2 separate regions of the Rattus norvegicus genome follow, and region 1 is linked to region 2. Evidence: chromatin contacts called from public Hi-C data. All regions are on one chromosome and are shown on one strand. The core of a region is the stretch at or near the end of the contact, and the rest is flanking DNA. Distances in the headings are between cores, read along the strand shown.

What was found. A called contact is a pair of places that touch in the nucleus more often than the background predicts.
Region 1: a Hi-C map of kidney shows a contact between it and region 2, with 4 times the contacts expected there. The contact joins two enhancer-like sites. A contact is called at or near these places in 11 of 12 Hi-C or Micro-C datasets (the A7r5 cell line, the Rat2 cell line, frontal cortex and 6 more) and 1 of 1 datasets of contacts at active chromatin or transcription factors (oligodendrocytes).

What each region holds. Positions count from the first base shown.
Region 1 is chr1:51,247,239-51,252,574 of GRCr8, forward strand. It overlaps Prkn (parkin RBR E3 ubiquitin protein ligase), which reads right to left. Exons shown (of 12, transcript NM_020093.1): 11 at 1,986-2,103. Among named protein-coding and RNA genes, the nearest start is that of Agpat4, 69 kb to the left of the region's middle. Within about 2 kb of position 3,818, at least 21 of the 93 cell types and tissues checked have an H3K27ac peak or open chromatin away from gene starts, as enhancers often do. A contact at or near this core is called in kidney, where this site is marked.
Region 2 is chr1:51,079,482-51,085,336 of GRCr8, forward strand. It overlaps Agpat4 (1-acylglycerol-3-phosphate O-acyltransferase 4), which reads right to left. Exons shown (of 9, transcript NM_133406.2): 4 at 5,570-5,731; 5 at 5,159-5,312; 6 at 2,105-2,207; 7 at 90-165. Among named protein-coding and RNA genes, the nearest start is that of Agpat4, 99 kb to the right of the region's middle. Within about 2 kb of position 3,195, at least 23 of the 93 cell types and tissues checked have an H3K27ac peak or open chromatin away from gene starts, as enhancers often do. A contact at or near this core is called in kidney, where this site is marked.

The DNA.
Region 1 (5,336 bases), core at 2,568-5,067, 170 kb after region 2:
AGTTAGGGACTGGGGCTGAGCTGAACACCTTCCTGCCACACAGGAAGCATCATCAGCACGATCCTGCTGGCCTGGGGGCTGCCAATAACCAGAGAAGCCGACAATGTGTTCCTACAGCAGGTATCCCTCAGGGAAGAGCTGCTCACGGGACCAAGGGGAAGGCCACAGGCTCCGTCTTCCAGCTTCTCATCCTGAGCTATGCCCACCCCAAATCCTCATGCTCTGCATAGCTGTGTGCTCTGAGGGATGCTTGCCAACGCATAGGCCTTGCAAGCATAGCCCTAGGGTCTTCTGGGAGACCTTGGCATAAGCTTGAAAATGTAGGGAGTTGGGTCTGGGTGGAAGTCTAGTAGTCTGTAGTTTCAAAAGCATACTCGGCAGTTCTCCTACATGCTCAAGGGGGCTCCAGGCTGCACTTTAAAGACATGGCAAGCGGAGTTAGTGCTGAGTTCATCCCCAGCCTCTTGGAGAGCCAAGGCCTCTGGCCCATGAGTGCAGGAGGTGTGGGGGTCGCTCCCATCTTTTAGTCTAAGCTCTCTGGGGCTTCCATGTGTCTCCAGGATTATTGAGGGCGGTGGATGTGACTGCACCAGTCAGGAAGGGACAGTTCTGGTGGGACAATGCCTGGTCTTGTAAGAGGAGACATCCAAATAGGAACATGCATTGACTGCAAAATGGAACATTCTAGAAAGCTTTGTTTCATTTGGAGATATCACCAAATAGCTGTTTAAGATTCTCAAAGGTCACAGGAGATTTGCTTGACTTGGAGAAAGCCCCTTTCTAAAGCCCAGTAATGTTGACATTTGACCAGAGGAGCCGGGTACCGGTGCCATTTATGGCTTTGCCTCCTCTGCAGCAGGGACATAAGAACCAATGGGAGCTCTAGCCTTCAGGGGTATTAACAAGAGTGATGAAGTGTGCATTTGGGGGTGGGGGGTGGGGATAGGGAGGTGTTCACGGCCAAAAGTTTGGGGGAAAAGCTGATTAAGTAAATCTAACCTTTTTTCTTTATCAGAGTGAGTCTGAAATGCTTTACTGTGTTGATTCACACTTGGAATGTTGACCCTGATAGCAGCGTCCTCAAATAACCTGTGAGGGGTAAATGCTCTGTCCTCACAGAGGACTCAGGATAAACACTTGGCGAGCGCACCTCACAAATTAGTTGTTTTTGTTATTATTCTCCATGAGGGGACATGTAGACAGCATCACCTAACAAATGGAGTTGGCATGGCAACAGTCAGTCTGGACTCTAGGGGTCAGGGGAGGCCACTTTGTATGGACACTGGGCTTTGGTGTTGTTATAACAGTGGGTGACTCATCAGATGCCTGGTGTCATTTATAAGAAGGGACATTAGTGGGTCTTCTCTCTTCACTGGCCCTGGAGGGAGCCCTGATGATGTCACCCACTGCTGGCTACCATCACCAGAAAGTTTCATTTACCACCTCAGCTTCCAGTCCAGGGGTGGAATTTCATCCCATAGAAACCACCTTGGAAGCTGCTACTATAGCTCGCCTCACAGCATGCATTAGCACAAGAAAGCATCCCACATTTCTGTGAAGAAACTAAGATAGTTTGAGTGGAATGTGGGTTTAGGAGGTTGAGAAATTTCATGTTGGACTATAGGCGCTCACAATGCCTAGCTGGTCTCAGGCTGTGCACCCTCCCAGAAGCCTTCACTGCCACCCAAGGCCACCATGCAGGAGGCCCCAGGCTGTGTACCCTCCCAGAAGCCTTCACTGCCACCCAAGGCCTCCATGCGGGGGGCCCCAGGCTGTGCACCCTCCCGGAAGCCTTCACTGCCACCCAAGGCCTCCATGCAGGAGGCCCCAGGCTGTGTACCCTCCTGGAAACCTTCACTGCCACCCAAAGCCACCATTCAGGAGGCCCCAGGCTGTGCACCCTCCCAGAAGCCTTCACTGCCACTCAAGGCCTCCATGCAGGGGGCCCCAGCACCACTCTGGCCCTCGCCTCAGCTCACACTCACCATTCTTTTCAATGGGCACATTGCAGCGAGGACAAGGCTTGGTGGTTTTCTTGATGGTTTCCTTGGAGGCCTCCTCCCACCGTGCTTGCTCAGCAGCTCTTTGATCCACCCGGTACGCCTGGATTGATAGAGACAAAGGAAGCTCAGATTTGAGACTCTATTATTTATTGGGATTGACGTCTGCATTCCTTGAAGTGCTGGTGTCGACACCTCTCAAAGATGAACGTGCCTTCAGGCAAGCTCCAATGTTAACTTGTTTGACAAGTGCCGGACAGCCACTGGGCATGCCTGGGCACTGTGGTTTTGGCACATGGCGTATGCTTGTGAGCTAAGAAAGATGGCAGAGAAGATTACTCAATTTTCTAGCATAGAGCCCTCTGTTCTGAGGATTTTATGTGATTGTAATAAATAATATGTAGCAAGTGGTTAATCTGTAGGCAAGTGATAAACATTTTCGTGGACCTCTCCACAGACCCTTTGTCGAGCGTGCAGTGAACACGTTAGTGTTTGTCTCTGAGCCCCAGAGGCACTGATGGCGGCCAGGCACGGTTATGTGAGTGTGGAGTCTGCGGTTCTACGGTCATCACGTCTCAACTCCCTCCTGCCTCTTCCTCTGCTTCCTTCTTGACCCTGGAAAATGGCTGCTATCCCAGAAGGCATGAGAGAGAGAGCAAAGGGATGAGAGAAAGGCCCACTTTCATGAGTTGGTGACAGCAGAAATTAGGACTGTGGGCTCTTAGAGCAGCTGCCTGGGTTCAAATCCACTCAGATGCAAGGACTCCTCATTCTCTCTGAGTCCTCTTGGATGGGAATGTAAACCATGGGGTGCTGAGGGCTCGGGGTTCATTTGCACATGCTCCTTACAGGGAGCACGTGGCGTGTGTCATTGGCTGATAACTTCAGCTCCTTCAGGGCCTCTAATGTTGGACGCCATGACACCTTTGCTGCCGAGTTCATGTTATCAAGGACTCGATCATCTTCGACTCTTAGCCGCCTGCTGTGGGGCGGCTGCCTTCCCCATGCCCCCAAATTCATATGTTGAACATCTAATCCTGTTGAAAACCGACTAGGACATCCTCAGCTGGAGAAGGGACTCCAGAATGGCTGGTGGGAGACGGGTGCTTCATTCTGCACCTGCCTAGTCAGTCAGACACCCTCACACTTTCCGCTTACTTCTAGAACTGGCTAACCCATGTAGAGGAAGAACTGGTCACATTTTTATTCTTCGTATAAAAGTGTTGTGATCTGGAACGGTATCTCAAAATGTTGCCCCAAATATATATATATATATATATATATCTCCAGGGCTACTCCGTAGCGTTGGTGGTAACTAAATGCAATGACCCTGTAGACCTGACCGCTGCCAACCTTCACAGATGCTCACTAGCAAGTTCCAGTGTTAGGTACTGGGCTTGAGAGCCAAGCCCTGCTGGGGTCTGTCCCCTGTCAGCAGAGGTGAAGTAAGAAATGCTCTATGATCAGAAGCTGAGGCTTAGCACCCCCCCCCCACGCCCCAGGCTTAGCAGCCCCCACCCCCACTTTCACAGTGAGGTTGGGTTCCTGTTGAGACCCAAAGTGAGTGGAATCTAACTTCAAGGATCAAACCCAATTTCATTTCATAGTCTAGCCCTTTGGTTGTTAAAGTTCCCAGTCTTTGTGAGTGAAGCACTCTGAAGGAAACAGTATTTATTTCTAAGTTACAGCAAGTTTGCGGCTTTTGCAAGGACCTTGATGTTTCTGTTTCTGTTTTTCCAGCAGAAAGTGAGCTCTTGCAGACCGAGGTCATGCTTGAGTCATCCCTGTAATTCCAGCCCTTGGCTTGGTGCCTGGGTAATGGGAGGGGACTCAGTTTGAGCTGAGCAAGAGGCAGCCATCTGGAATAGGACCTCATGAGACATGGGAGCACAGCAGACGCGCCCGTGATGGCGGTGGTTGGTGCCAAGGTGAGACCGGCCAAGGACTGGTCACTGGTGTCGTTTCTGTTAACCTCTGCGTGTGCTAAGGTCCTCATCCTGAAGGGTATAGGGACGTCTGTGATTTTCGAGAGCTTTTTTAGGTAGGGTTGAGCAGCGCTAGCTTGATTGCTGAACCCCAGGTCACTGCAAGCTTCCTTTAGCTCTGGCACATCCTGGAGATCGGAGCCCAGTGATGAAGCTGTGGCTGACGAGGATGGTTTTAAGATCTGGTACTCGACGCGCATCTTAACTTTAACATTCATTTCAACCTTAATATGCGTGTCTTCAGTCCGTCTGAGGCACGTGTGGTCCTAAGGCCTAGTGATTTGAGTAGCTGTTCTTCATGGCCAACTCGACCGGCTTTAGAATCCCCTAGGAGATTTACCTCCCAGTATTCACACAAGGGCGTTTCCATAGAGGGTTAGCTGAGGAAGGCGGGCCCAGGCTGAATGTAAATATCATCCCATGAGTCCAGGGCCTGGACTGGGCAGAGATGGAGAAAGGAGAAAGGAAGCTGATGGGGAACTTTACCCCTTCAGACTGAACAAATTAAATCCACCCCTAGTTGTTGTCATCTGGGGATCTTGGAGACAGCATGACCTGTTTCCCAAAGTAGGTGGCTTTATCCGGGTGTCAACTTCACATATTATGGTATAAAAATTAAGCTATCTATGCAGTTTCGTAATAATATGTGACTGGCTATAGATATATGAACTTAAGGTCCCTAACGAAGCCACATTGATAGGTAAAGATTATGCAGGTTGAATAGCTAACCAGAACCTTTTTAGATGATAAAGAGACAGAATATCGCAGATCCATAGACACAGTGATCTTAGGCTGTTGTCAGTCCTCTTTTTTTTTTGGTTCTTTTTTTCGGAGCTGGGGACCGAACCCAGGGCCTTGCGCTTCCTAGGCAAGCGCTCTACCACTGAGCTAAATCCCCAACCGTCAGTCCTCTTAATAACCAGTTATTACTGGCCTCTGTATCTGACCCAACTTTATGAATATTTAATTGTGATGGCTAAAGAAAACTCCTTCTTGTGCTACATACCCATTCTAAATTTCTAAAAGGCAAGTTCCTGGCAGTTCTGACTCCCAGCCCCCTCCCCAGGATTGTAAATACCATGTAACCACGTGTGAGAGAATTACCGGTTGTTCCAGCTTTTGTAAACCTGCTTGTTGGTATGCAGCAGGGAGTGGGTGGGTCAGCTCCTTACTAGCTGAGCCCAGTGACACAGGGTCTCACCCAGTTGGGCATTCCAGAATTTGTGCCCACCTTCCTCTCTGCACAGTAAGCCTCACTATGGCTGTGGTCCGGCTGGTAGTAATTAATAAATTCACTTAATTATAATTTGAATTGAGTCTGCAGTCTTTTCCCTGTAGATTCAAACTCCGA
Region 2 (5,855 bases), core at 1,945-4,444:
AGACCACCTAACAATGTATTTCGATATGTTCTTCCAGTACCACCCGTGAGAACGGCATCTTGAGCCCTACACACGGCAGGTACACCCACCTTCTCCTGGTAGAGCTTGTGTAGCCAGGCTGAGCACTTGTCCTCATCCTCAGGGATGTCTTCCATGGGGATCCTCCTGCAAAAGCAAAGAGCAGCTAGCCGAGAGACCCACGGTGAGCCCCGGGCCACATTCCTGAGGGAGAATCAAGGGTCAAGCCAATGACTGAGAGACGCTCTCAGGAGTGGGGATCTGCCTTTCTCCTTCTTTCACCTCCCCAAACCCAACACTGTTTCCTCCCAAGAGGACAGTGCTGCCCCGTGATGCAGTCCAATAGGTGCAGAATCTATACATACGGGACAACACACTAGAACTTCCTTCAACCAAGGAGCAACAGTAATGGCGGACCATCTCACATATAGTTCCTTTGCCCTTGACTGGGGCACAGCCACATTGAGGCAGATGCTGGAAGCTGAGGCCCCAAATGAGCTCATTTCCTGGGTGGCTGTCAGACTGGGGTTGGCAAAGGTGGGAGGCTTATCCATTAGCAAAGAGTCCACCTTGAACAGGGAGAAGTAATTTTCGGGGTTCCCTCTCCACATGTTCTCGGGCTACTGGCTCTTCAAAGATGACATTTTGAGGACCTCTGCTCTGGTCCATGGACAAGTGTGTTTGTCACAATTTTTCCCAGGACATTTCACACCCCAATGTGCCAAGAAATATATGAATAAGGACGCTGAAGCTTCTCTGAAAATGCCCTTTGACCTTTTTGGTTTCCATGAAACTGACACTTCTTTCTTCGCTCTTTGTGATCTCTGGTTGCAAGTAAGATCATTGAATATGTCGGGGGTTGGGGGGGGGGTGGAGGGAGTTAGCAAGGCCTTGAAGTGTGTCTTCACTTGGATAGCTGAAGCTTAGGCATTTCTACTCTTTTTAAACATGCGCTGGACAATAGCACCCTAGACGTGTTATTACTTTATATGGCGTTGTAACATATATTGAAGAATGTCCCAGTCATGTTAAGTGGATTCCTACACACGAACAGGTGTGTTGGGTAGCATAAGGACTCTTCCACGGTGGCCATGAGCACATGTTGGCTTTAGTAGGTGAACTTGAAAGGATCAGTCAGCTGTATACTCTACTGCGATTCCCACAGATACCCCAGAGAACTGCAGTTACTAAAAAACAAATCCCCACCCCCAACCCTTGTAGAGGTCAAACGGTCTTGCACCCTACCAGAATCCAGCTGAGTGGAGCTCTTGAACTCCAGGTGTCGAAGGACCCACTCGATCTCTGGTGCTTCCTCATTTCGTGGAAAGCTGGAAGCATTTCCAGGAAGTTAACACAAACTGTCAGTCCACAAACATGTTTGTATCTTTAAACATTTTGAGTGGTGTGGCAGTGCTTGGCCATTGGGTTTTCATCATGGTGTGCTGGGATTTGTTACCGGAAGGGGTCCAGGGAGCTCTGCTTGTATGTGGATGTTTCAGGGGCTCTTGGATGGCCTTCAAAATGACTACGGCATAGGGGGCCAGTGCCACCTGACCCAACTCAGACTGGGTTTTAGTGCAAATGGCCTGCGGCTTCCTGTCTGCTTCACCTTCCCCTTGTCATTCCACTAGTCTTGGTGACATTCTGGAGATCAAGAGTTAGGCACATTATGTAAGCCAATAAGCAGGCCGAAATAAAAAATGATGATGAAGATGATGAAAAGAAAGAAAAAATTGGTTTCTCTTTGCAAAGAGCAGATCCATCTTCGTAGGAAATGTGTCCATCAAGAATGGCTGACAGTGAGTCTTGGGCTCCTGTCTGTCCACCCAGAGGTCTGTGAGAGGTGCAAGCCGAACCGAGCCAGTTAACAGATCCATAGGAACTGGGAGGGAAGGCCTCCTCCCCGGGGTGTGCAGTAGATGTGCCTCTTGAGTTCGTAACATAGATAAAAGACTGGAGAGAAGTTCGATGGGAAGCAGACTTCGCGAGAGATGCTAAGCAGACGTTTCTGGAAGTTGGACTCCTTGCAATTTGGCACTTAGAAACAAGCCCCCCCTTTTCTAGGAGGGAAGCAGGGCCAACTCACCTAACGTAGCAGTCAGCGTGATATTTCTTTCCATTTAAGACTCCCAGCAGTGTTGGGTTTTCATTGTTTCTGAAATTGAGTGTACAGTCATATACGGCTGGGACTATAAGACAAGACAGACAAGGCAGTATAGAGCAGGTGAGGCCGGTTCCGCTTGGTAGTCACACACACTGGACGACATGCTCACACCGTAACCTGTCTACCAATGACACGCACGATAGAGACCTCTTCCTTGGGTTTTTCTAGACTGCTCACCTGCTCTACATTGAACATGTGTAATCAGAAAGTCAACTGTAAGCAAGTCCTGGGAACAGAGTAACCCCCGTGGTCATGTGGGCTTTAAAACCGTGATGACTGTCAGATCTATACTGATAAGGACGTTAATCTTTCTAGTCGGCAGGTCCTGTTGTAGTTGCAAATACCAATATTTGAACAAATACGGGTAGAAGATGATCTAGGCTCATTCAAGGATGTGTCTGTGACAGAACAGCCATCATTTATAAATTTATCAAATGCCGTTTTCTCTTTTATAAAAGACTTTCTAACTATGTGGATGCATGTCTATGTGGGTGCACATGAGGCCAGAATAGAGCATCGCACCCCCTGTTGCTGGATTTACAGGCAGTTGTGGGCCACCAGATAATAGTGGTGCGAACAGAATTCCAGTCTTCTCCAAGTGCAGTAAGCTATCGGCTAAGCCATCTCTGCAGCCCCAGTGTAACCCTTCTTATGAGCATTTTGTGCCCTCCCAAAATGAAGCAGCCACAAAGCCAGGGTGTTACATCTAAATCATGGAAGGAAAAGGTAGTGCAGTCGAGTTAATGGTTCTATTCAATGGTAACTCCTTGGGGTAACCTACCCTCACGCCCTCCACAAGGCCATAAGGCAACAGTAAGCAGGGTGTAATCCTGCTACTGTACTGATTGGTTCAGAGTGAGTAAACTATGAGACTTCACCCTCTATGCTAATGTGTAGTGTAACCCTGATGCTGATTGGTTCAGAGTCAGTAAACTGTGGAACCTTGCCTACTATGCTAATTTGTGATGTAACCCTGCTGCTGATTGGTTGAGTGAGTAAGCTGTGACCCTCTCCCACTATGCTAATATGTGGTGTAACCCTGATGCTGATTGGCTTAGAGTAAACTGAGACCTCTCCCTCTATGCTAATGTGTGTTGTAATTCTACTGCTGATTGGTTTAAAGTAAACTATGAGACCTCGCCCCCTATGCTAATGTGTGTTGTAATTCTACTGCTGATTGGTTTAAAGTAAACTATGAGACCTCGCCCCCTATGCTAATGTATATTGTAATTCTACTGCTGATTGGTTTAAAGTAAACTATGAGACCTCGCCCCCTATGCTAATGTGTGTTGTAATTCTACTGCTGATTGGTTTAAAGTAAACTATGAGACCTCGCCCCCTATGCTAATGTGTTATAGTCCCGCTGCTGATTGGTTCAGAGTAAGCTGTGGAACCTCTCTCACTATGCCTTTTGTATCAGGAAGGAGGAATGGCTTTTAATGAATATGGAGCTAGGGGCTGGAGCTGGGGGAGGAACAGAACAAGGAGGCTAACAGCTACCCGGTCCAGATAAGGTGACTGGGGTCTGGTCCAGTCAGGATAAATAACTCTGCCTCCAGCAAAAGGGCTAACAGACTTCTACTAATACAGATGTCTCCGTGTCTTTATTATGAAAGGTCAAGTGAGAGCCCCGTAAAAAAACAGCAACAGTAACTATATGCACATTCCAAGTTATCTCCTCGGCATAGTCCACATTCCATCCAATCTTACTGCGGGAGCCCTGGGACCCGGCTCAGGCTCCAAAAATGCTTATTGGGTCAAAGAATGGGTGACTTAACGACAGAGAAGCGAGTGGATAGAATGTGTACACAGCCGCCTTTTCCCAGCAGTGGGCAGTTTGCTTAGCTGCATCACGCAGTCTTCCAAACCTAGATCTTCTGGAGAGTGGGCTTATGATGCCATCATCACACAGGGCTGAAGAGACAGGTGCCAGTCACACGTGCAGGCAGAGCCCACTGCACTAACACTGATCTTGACCGTAGCTGGGCAGCTTTACACGTCTACAGTTAGTGTTAGTAAAAGTAGTGGGGGAAATCACAGAAATTGTATACCGTCCCTGGATCACTTGGAATATGAAGAACAAGGATTCAAATGTGATAAAATCGCCATCCATTTCTTTCCTTAATGCCTAACCCCACTACAGGTCTGTAGGTCCACTATCTTTCCCTATGGGAGAGGGTCCTCATGCTGGCTTGCAGAAGTGTCTAGAGGCATTGTCCTTAAAGACCCAACCACTTTCCCTGTTATTGGTGGGCATTGATGCCTAAGGTGGGCAACTGTCCCAGAAGATATTTAACCTGTTGATATCCTTGGCGCCCTGGATAAATCCCCCCTCACAAGAGATAAAGACAAGGCTATAGAAGCTAGCAGCATGGAGCCAGAAGCCACACCTGACCTGCCTCTGGCAATACAGCAGGGCCTGCTTGGCCCACTTTTTCCTTCAGGACAAAGCGTTCTCTTGGCAGGTCTAGGACATGAAGTTCTAGGAAGGCCTGCCTGGCTCTGTGGTGCCTCACACTTGAAGCAGTGTCAAGTCCTATCCAGCTCAGGTAAGACGTCAAGCCTCCTTTGGAGCTGAAGGGCCAGGGAGTAGGGATGTGAGAGAAAGGGGTTACATAGGAAAACAAATATGTTTTTAACTGAAGAGGAAGGGTAAAAAGAAAACGGGGGAAGTCGCTGCCTTCTGTTGGTAGCTACACTGGCTTGAGGCTCCAGACTCATGGGTCTGTACAGATCAGATCATCTGCAGGTGGTTATCAGCAATAAATAAGCAAGAGAGGGCCTCAAAGATTGCAGCTCCATGACCAGGCGATCTTCTGTCCTCCAAGGATCCTGCACTTTCTGCACGCACAGCGCAGTGCTGCCACTGACCAGCAGAGGGGAGTATTTACTGGGATTTAGAAATATGAAGTGCCCTGCCTCTCGTCCCAGGTTCCACCTAGCTTCAAAGATCCCCCATTTAGCCAGCATCCTTACCAACATCTCGCAAGCACTTCACAGTGATAGCAAAGCCCTTGGTGCGTGGCAGCAGGTGATGCTTGAGGCTGGGCAGCCCCTTGGCTTGGGCTACCTGCATGCTGATTTGGTGTTTCTTCTCTGTGAACCGTGTGCCCTCACAGTGGATCAGAAACTGAAAAGCAAAGGATGCTGGTCACACAGGGGGATTCCACGGTCACGCAACCCCAAGCTCAACTGGAGGCCACAGTCCCAAAGATGTTCATAGTCACACTTGACTCCAGGTCAGTCCCCATAGTGTCCTCGTGCCCCACAAATCCCTCAGGTCTCATGTAATTCCAGGTCACACTCAGTCCGAAGTGACTCCTATGTGTGGTAGCCACACATGATGCCACAGGAGCCAGACAGCACACTGCTCCTTTGCCTACATACCAGATACTTCTCTGGGTAGTCCCGGAGGTGCAGCAGGCTCTTGGCAACCGTCTGCCGATCTTGCTCCCACTTGCGTGTGCAGAAGATCATTTCCACAAAGTACCACATCCAGCCAATGATGGGGACATAAGCCAGTTCTTTCTTGGCCAGGACTTTGGAGTTCTGAAATAGAGGAAGAACCTTAGGGTGTCTGTGAAGGAGACATAGCTGTTGGAGCTCTCATGGGGAAGGAATGGCCAGTCATACCAAAGGCTTGGAGCCCTTCCTTTTTCCCACTGCACTGACC